3 separate regions of the Zea mays genome follow, and all the other regions are linked to region 3. A link is a contact called in public Hi-C data. All regions are on one chromosome and are shown on one strand. The core of a region is the stretch at or near the end of the contact, and the rest is flanking DNA. Distances in the headings are between cores, read along the strand shown.

Evidence for each region. A called contact is a pair of places that touch in the nucleus more often than the background predicts.
Region 1: a Hi-C map of leaf shows a contact between it and region 3, with 4 times the contacts expected there. The contact joins the enhancer-like site here to the promoter of LOC100283968 in region 3. A contact is called at or near these places in 6 of 25 Hi-C or Micro-C datasets (bundle sheath, ear, leaf and 1 more).
Region 2: a Hi-C map of leaf shows a contact between it and region 3, with 4 times the contacts expected there. The contact joins the promoter of LOC103630811 here to the promoter of LOC100283968 in region 3. A contact is called at or near these places in 2 of 25 Hi-C or Micro-C datasets (ear and leaf).

What each region holds. Positions count from the first base shown.
Region 1 is chr1:3,128,147-3,130,881 of Zm-B73-REFERENCE-NAM-5.0, reverse strand. No RefSeq gene overlaps it. Among protein-coding and RNA genes, the nearest start is that of LOC103630728, 14 kb to the right of the region's middle. Within about 2 kb of position 1,456, at least 18 of the 20 cell types and tissues checked have an H3K27ac peak or open chromatin away from gene starts, as enhancers often do. A contact at or near this core is called in bundle sheath, ear, leaf and 1 more, where this site is marked.
Region 2 is chr1:3,435,964-3,438,722 of Zm-B73-REFERENCE-NAM-5.0, reverse strand. LOC103630811 (pentatricopeptide repeat-containing protein At3g53170) reads left to right here and starts at 1,425. Exons shown (of 3, transcript XM_008651876.4): 1 at 1,425-1,893; 2 at 1,997-2,759. The coding sequence starts at 1,564. It overlaps LOC103644382, which reads right to left and starts at 183. Exons shown (of 3, transcript XM_020547078.2): 1 at 123-183. The coding sequence starts at 183.
Region 3 is chr1:3,280,875-3,283,574 of Zm-B73-REFERENCE-NAM-5.0, reverse strand. LOC100283968 (ATP binding protein) reads left to right here and starts at 1,426. Exons shown (of 1, transcript NM_001156866.1): 1 at 1,426-2,700. The coding sequence starts at 1,512.

The DNA.
Region 1 (2,735 bases), core at 207-2,706, 150 kb after region 3:
ACGGTGCTTGTTTCGACGTTGGTGTGCCTCGTATTGTAGGGTCTCCTCCCCCAGTACAGTGGGCTCATCATCGGAGATGGGTGCATCCTCTACTCTTCCCTAGATAAAGAGGACATCCAGGAATAAAGAGCTTAGGGCTGCGTCCCATGTTTTGGCCATCTCCCATGTGAGCGGAGTGGCCGAGACAGTCATCGGTCTTGTTCCCGTGGCCACACCAGTGCCGGGGCCATCCACTTCTTTTCACCGAGTGATCTGGGTCCACACCCGGGTGGGTGACGTGGACAGAGGGGACCGCCGTGACAGGAGTGCAGCCTTGGTCGGTCGAGCCACATGTGTTGTTATGGCCCTAGGTCCGCCCGATGTGGGCGCAATCCTGCATGGGGCAGAAGTTGATTGAGGTTTCCGCGCCTTGGAGTTCGTTAGTGTAGTCCTCGCTGGAGTCAGGCGAGATGAACCCACCCCCGCAATTAGTGCCACCGGAGAAGATCTTTTCTCGGATGGATCCACAATGCGGTGCATGACGCCTTCTTGATCTGCAATGCAGGAGAGGGATCCAAAGTGGAACACCTCCCCAGCATTGAAGGTGACCGGAGTGTTGAAGATGATAGCCATGGAGTCATTGTGGATCAATGTCGCACCCTCTACCTGGCGCGCCAGATGTCGGTGTTTATGACCCGACTACGCACCACGGGACTCCCCATGTGATGCTTTTGAATAGGACAGCGTCGTTGACTACAACTCGATGGTACGTGCGGGAGCACATCGGATCACACAAGGGTTTATACAGGTTCGAGCTGCTAGAACGCGTAACACCCTACTTCCTGTTGAGGATGTATATTTGAAATTTCACTGGTGTTCACATATTACAAGCGAGCTGAGGGTGGTGGAGGATGAGTTCTCCTATTGATCTAGCAGCGTGTGATTGCTACTGGAAGGCTAATGAGCTATGAGGTGGTGCTAGGATGTGACCGGATGAGATGGGTGAGAGATGTTTTCGTAGGGGTACCCTCTTGGCCTTATATAGATGACCAGAGAGTTATCCCTTTACAAGTTGTGATCAGTTCTACTCTACATAAATCCTCCTTTAACGTGGCATGCAGTCCTGTTTATTCGTAGTTCTGTCGCTTCTTCGGTCGAGTTAGCGCCAAGTGTTTAGCCCTTTGGGTGCGCGCAATCTCTTTGCGCAAGATATTAGCATTTTGGTCTGCGCATAACTCGGTCTCGGACGTCCGGCCTGGTTGTGGCCCGAGAGCATGTCTCGCTAGACAGGCCATCGGGAGGCACATCAGGTGGCTCATGAGGTGTTTATGTGTTCATGCGGACTCGGGGATGTCTATCCCCCACACCTCCCACTTCAACCGGCCCAAATGGCCTACATGGTCGCTCCCCTGGGATGCCTTCAACTGTGCCTCGCCATTCAAGCCCACCAGGCAACCCTCTGGCATCTGCTCCACCAGACGCCTCGAGTGGGCCGACCCCCATAGCCAATGGGCCTCGAGACCCTGGGCAGCCGCCTGCTGGACTACTGTGGCACTAGGGATAGGTTCCAGCACTCGATCAACGGTCCGTGAGGGTCCCTTGTGCGGCTCGTACCTATGCCTATAGATGTCCAAACAGTGCGGGTCGCCCGTTTGGCCCGTGGCACGACACGAATTTAGCCCGGTCCAAACACGGCCCGGCACGGCCTGTTTAGCGGGCCGGGTATGGGCAGATACGGTGGCCCGCGTGCTTTGGTCCGGCCCGGCACGATAAATGGGTCGGCCCGACAGCGGCCCGCATATTTGAACACAATATAAATGCATGAGAACAGCCCGACCAAACATAATATAAATGCATTGATAAATACATGCATTTAATTCTCTCATAATATATAAATACTAAATACGCGACCAAACATATATAAAATGCATACATAAATATAAAATGCATATATAAATATTGATACATTTAATTCTAAGCAGAATAAATGCATACATAAATACAGACGCAGACTGAGTGATCATTTCATATTTGTATTAATATAATATTATCTTGTGAATTGATAAATGAATTTTGTTGTCTTAATATATATAAATATATATATATAAATAATATGTTATTATATATGATTAATTTTGTTAAATGTATGTATTTATATACTGCTCTACTGTTGGTTCGGGCCAGTGGCCGGCCCGGTACGTTGAGGCCCACCGGGCCAACGGGCCGGTCCGGCACGATTTTTCCCTGTGCGTGCCGGGTTCGGGCATGTCCCTAGGCACGTGGGCCAGTCCGACCCGGCCCGAAGCATCAACGGACCGTGCCTGGCCTAACCCTATTCGTACCGGGCCGAAACGGGTTCGGGCTGGGTCCGTACCGGGTGGCCCGTTTGGATATCTATACCTGTACCTCTCCCCTACGGTGTCGTACCAACTATGCCCATCGTCAACATTCACTTGATGCGCACTCGTGCAAAGAGTGGCTTCGCTCAGCCTCGACTGCTCTAGGTCATTGCCCTCGACATATCGTCACGCCCTCGACAACCTGCACTGGCACGTGGCGGTGGATGAGGAGTTCTAGGCATTCGTCCACAACAACACCTAGACTCTCGTTTCTCGGTCGCCGAGCGCCCACATCGTCACCAGCAAATGGATATTCAAGCACAAGCTCCTATCTGACGGTACCTTGGATCGGTATAAAGCTCGCTAGGTCCTTCGTGGCTTCACCCAGCGTCCTGGCGTCGACTTCGACGAGACTTT
Region 2 (2,759 bases), core at 176-2,675, 160 kb before region 3:
CCGAAATTAGTTCGGGTATCCAGTTTCGTTACCCGCTGGATCTGTTTGGGTAACGGGCTTCGGACTAAACGGGTACGGGTTCGGTTATTTCGGGTTTAGGGCTTTGGGCTCGGGTTTTATGCCCAGATCTAACGACAGGGCAGATGCCCTGTTTATGACCGCTATGATAAGAGGAGAAGCCATGGTTATGACCAATACTAGGTAAGGAAATTCCGTGAAGTTGTATGCTTTAATTGCAGAGTGAATACACCGAAATGTGAAGGAAAATGGACGTTCAGTGGCATAACTTTAAAAGCACATACTTATCGGCTTGCTACATCTGATTCTCAATCATCTTTGAATTCTATTACTTATAATTATAACCAATGCTTTAAATCTTTTGTAGCCAGTCGATTCGGAAGAACCCAGTAGGAGGAAGTGGTAAGCAACATGATTTTGCCGTGCCAAGTGTACCCGGAGCAGCCGTGTGTCTGCGTAAGAGTTACTGTTCCGAGTATATGTCTGAATGCTGTCTTGTAACGTGATGCTGGTAACCGTTGTTGATTGGAACAAAAGTTCTGCATCTCAAAGAAATTGGTTAAATGGATTGCTTGCCGTTGACACCTTGCCTGTCTTTTTTAAGTATGCCAAGTGACCTGTGCTGCTGATACTTCAAATGTAATGGCTGTCACAAACTTTTACACCGAACCTTTTGCATTCCCAGTTTTTAGGCTGGTGAACTGTGATGTAGTGCCGGGCTTTCAGCTGTGTTCAGCGTATTTTGTAATGAGATCAAACAAGCATGGAGATTGGAGAGTTAACACATTGTCTTGTTCGTTTCATCCCATAATCATGTGGATTGAGAGGTATTGGAGTGGATCGAGGTAAATTTTGACTAGTAGTGGATTTGTTTTCCCTCAATCCACATGAATTTGAAACAAACATTATGAGATTATATAATTCAGCTCCACTGTTTGAATTTAGTTCCTAAACAACATTTCTTATAAAATGTCATCAAAATGGTGAATCTATTTCCTAATTTATCAATGTAATTTGAATTTAGTTCCTAAACAACATTTCTTATAAAATGTCATCAAAATGGTGAATCTATTTCCTAATTTATCAATGTAGCGAATCTAAGGCCTTATTTGTTTCCCTATGAGATTATATAATTCAGCTTATGGATTATATAAGCTGATTTGTTTGTGTATTATTATAATCTAAATATCTTGATTACGTAATCTACCTAATAGTATGTGGATTGTTTGTTTATCACTTAACTTATTTAAGCTGGATTATATAATCAAGAGGGTAAACAAACAGACCCTAAATTTTATAGATCTAAATCGGCTGACTAGTATTTTTTTTAAAAAAAATAGAACTGTTTTTTTTTGTTAAAATGGACTACATGAAGCCGTAACATACCAAATTACCAAGCACATACTCGCACTCTGCGACGGCACACGCCGCTCCGGCGTCCAGCAAATCCACGGCCCTGCTGAATTTGTCTCGCCGCTCATCGACCCTGTTTCACTATTTGGAACTGAATTATCTCATCCAGCGATTCCAGGTCCCCGTAGCGCCATGAACCTGCCGACGCCGCTCCCGCCCACCAGCTCCCCGGCCGCGGCTCCCCGCGCCAGCCGTGCGCCTGTCGTGCCTGCTGCCCGACGCGGCACCGGCCGCCGGCGTCGGCGGCAGAAACCGTCTTCGTCCCCGTCCACCCGCGAGACCGAGGCCGAGTACGAGCAGCCGGACGCCCTCGCCCGCATCCTCCGCACAGAGGCCGCCATCTCGGGCGTCTCCCGCAAGGCTGCGGCCGCGCGGCAGCAGTCCACGAACCTTTGGCCCCGCGCCGTCCTCGAGGCCCTCGACTCCGCTGTCGCCGCCTGCCGCTGGGAGTCCGCCCTCGAGGTCCCCTCCCTCCCTCCGCTTTCCCCCCTTTCCTCCACGCGGAGGGCCTTCCTTCTTCATTCCTCAACGATTCTTACCTCTCTCTTGCTTTCCTTGCCACTAGATCTTCGAGCTGCTGCGGAAGCAGCACTGGTACGAGCCGAGGTCGCAGACCTACGCGCGGTTGCTGATGATGCTCGGCAAGTGCCGGCAGCCCGGTCCCGCCGCCGGCCTCTTCAGGGAGATGCTCTCGGAGCGGCTCCGGCCGACGGCAGACGTGTACACGGCGCTTATCGGCGCGTACGGCTACAGCGGCTTGCTGGAGCACGCGCTGGCCGCTGTCGAGCAGATGAAAGGCGCCGCTGACTGCAAGCCGGACGGGTACACCTTCTCCGTCCTCGTTGATTGCTGCGCCAAGTCGCGCCGCTTCGATCTGATCCCTGCCGTTCTCGACGAGATGTCGTACCTGGGGATCGAATGCAATTCGGTTATCCACAACGCGATAATTGACGGGTACGGCAAGGCCGCCATGTTCGAGGAGATGGAGGGTGCGCTCTCCACCATGCTTGAGAGTGGTAGCAATGTGCCGGACATTTACACCATGAACTCCGTCGTCGGGGCGTATGGCAACCATGGAAGAACAGATGAGATGGAGAAGAGTTACAGTGAGTTTCAGCTGATGGGTGTTGAGCCAGATACCAAGACGTTCAACATCATGATCAGGTCTTATGGTAAGGCTGGCATGTATGTCAAGATGATGTCGATATTCAGATACATGAAGAAACGGTTCTTCTCACCAACTGCCGTTACCTTCAACACAGTAATAGAGTGTTTCGGACGTGCTGGCGACATCGAAAAGATGGAGTACTATTTCCGTCTTATGAAAA
Region 3 (2,700 bases), core at 177-2,676:
TGCAGGCGTGCGTGCGTGCCTTGAATAGAATTCACGGTGACGCTTGCTTGTTTGTGTGAAACCAATTTCAGAATAGGTTCCCCCTGAATATGAAGCTTAATAAAAATGGATCATGCTCTTTTGCTACAGCAGCTGGTAGGTACGTGTACGCCGTCCAACGGGCAGGGCGGCTCATCAATTGCACAGCTTGTTGAGTGTTGCTTACGTTGATCGCTTGCTACCGTACTCCCGTAGTCCAACAATCACCGTGCGCCTTGGTGAATGATGTATGTAAATGTAATGTACTCACCCCTTGGTTACAGAGAGACAGACAGAGAGAAAGAATGTAATTCTTGTTTTTTCGATGAATCAGGTAGTCCAATAGTAGAGCTACGACGGAGCTAGCGGGAAATGCCACATGTCTCCATCATCTAGATGTGGCAATGTCAACGCATATTTTGTTTTCAAAACAATCGATTAAAGTCAGCAGCACATTGGAGACCCGGAAGGCGACTGCAGACTACTCCTCCTGTCCCTCTACTCTACTACCTGATGGCCGATGCCAAAAGCCGTAGTAGCATTTCATAATCAAATCGACGGACGGATTCATCCAGCAGTAATGTAAATTCATGTACAGTGGAGTACGCATTGTACTCCATGACCTTCCCTCGCGATCGATCCGATCGGCAGCTCCAGTGCCACGGCGATATGCCATAAATTCATGATTCATCCATCAGTCTCTCTCTCTCTCTCTCTACCATGTACAACAGTCCATACAATCATGTGATTTGTCAAGTATTTTTTCTTCAAGAACACAACGTCACATATCCGGTGGCTAAGGTTTACGAGCAAGATCTATTCAGCCTAACACACCCTCTAAGCATGCAAAAAAAATTTAAAAAAAGATGAAGACCGGAACGTGACGTAAGCCTTGTATTGACTAACAATGTATGTATACTTTTCCATTCTCAAATGGAGCGAGTAGGTTTTAACCACACGGCAAATATACCTCAATGGTTTCAAATAAAACACACACGGCATGACTCATGAGCTTGAATGTCAGGCCACGTGGCGGCGTCCGATGACTAGATACACCCATCACAACCACTCTGCAATGCATCAGGGCGACGTTTCTATACAGTAGACTTTCACCGTGAATTTGTCGCCGATAAAGAAAAAACAGTGCATCTTTTCGTCAGGTTTCAAGTCTAGCAAACGGCACGAAATTTTTAAATCAGTTTTTTTTTTCTTCTTCCAGTTGTTCCATTTTGGGCCGATTCCGTCGTTCATGGAACTGGGAATCTGAAACGCCGGGCCCAATGGTTCTCAGAAGTCAAACGCAGGCTGCGCCTGATTGCCTGCGGCCAAGCTTTTCTATCCACCTTCTTTGACCGCCATTGCTCTCGTCAAAGAGCATTTCAGCAACCACCTCCCTCCTCTACAAACGATAATAAAGCCCTACCTCTCACATCGGCAACAGGACGAGGCCAGGGCATCCACGACCACGACACGGACACAGGGAGCCGCCCGCCATGCCACCGCACGGCGGCATGCTCGCGTACGCCGCCCTCGCGCTCGCGGCGCTGCGGCTGCTGCTGTCCTACAAGTCGGCGCTCTACGCGCTGCGCCGCCTGTGGCGGTGCGCCGACGAGTGGGCGCAGGCGTACCAGTACCACGAGGTGCCGCGCTTCGCCGGGGCCCAGTGCGGGTGCGACGGCGCAGAGAACCCGCTGTTCCGCAAGGTCGCCGCGTACGTGGCGGCGCTGCCGTCGCTGGAGGACGCCGACGCTGCGTGCGTGGTGTCGTCGGCGTCAAGGACCAACGGCGGGCTGTCCCTGCAGCTCGGCCCGGGCCACACCGCGAGGGACACGTACCTTGGCGCGCGCCTCGCGTGGACCAGCGCGGGCGGCGAGCGCCTGGTGCTGCGCGTGCGCCGCCACGACCGCTCCCGCGTGCTGCGACCTTACCTGCAGCACGTGGAGTCCGTGGCAGAGGAGATGGAGCAGCGCCGCCGCGAGCTGCGCCTCTTCGCCAACACCGCCGTGGACGCGACCACGGGCGCGCCGCGCTGGGCGTCGGCGCCCTTCACCCACCCGGCCACGCTCGACGCCGTGGCCATGGACCCGGACCTCAAGGCCCGCGTCCGCGCCGACCTCGAGAGCTTCCTCAAGGGCCGCGCCTACTACCACCGCCTCGGCCGCGTCTGGCGCCGGAGCTACCTCCTCTACGGCCCGCCGGGCACCGGCAAGTCCACGTTCGCGGCGGCCATGGCCAGGTTCCTGGGCTACGACGTCTACGACGTCGACCTGTCTCGCGCCGACGCCGCCGGCGACGACCTCCGCGCGCTGCTCCTGCACACCACCCCGCGCTCGCTCGTCCTCGTCGAGGACCTGGACCGGTACCTGCAGGGCGGCGGCGGGGACGCGGAGGCGCGCGCGGCCAGGGTGCTGAGCTTCATGGACGGCATCGCGTCGTGCTGCGGCGAGGAGCGTGTCATGGTGTTCACCATGCGCGGGGGCAAGGACGCCGTGGACGCCGCGGTGGTGCGCCCGGGCCGGCTGGACGTGCACATCCAGTTCACGCTCTGCGACTTCGAGGCCTTCAAGGCGCTGGCCAGCAACTACCTGGGGCTCAAGGACCACAAGCTGTACCCGCAGGTGGAGGAGGGGTTCCACGCCGCCGGCGCCCGCCTCAGCCCGGCCGAGCTTGGCGAGATCATGC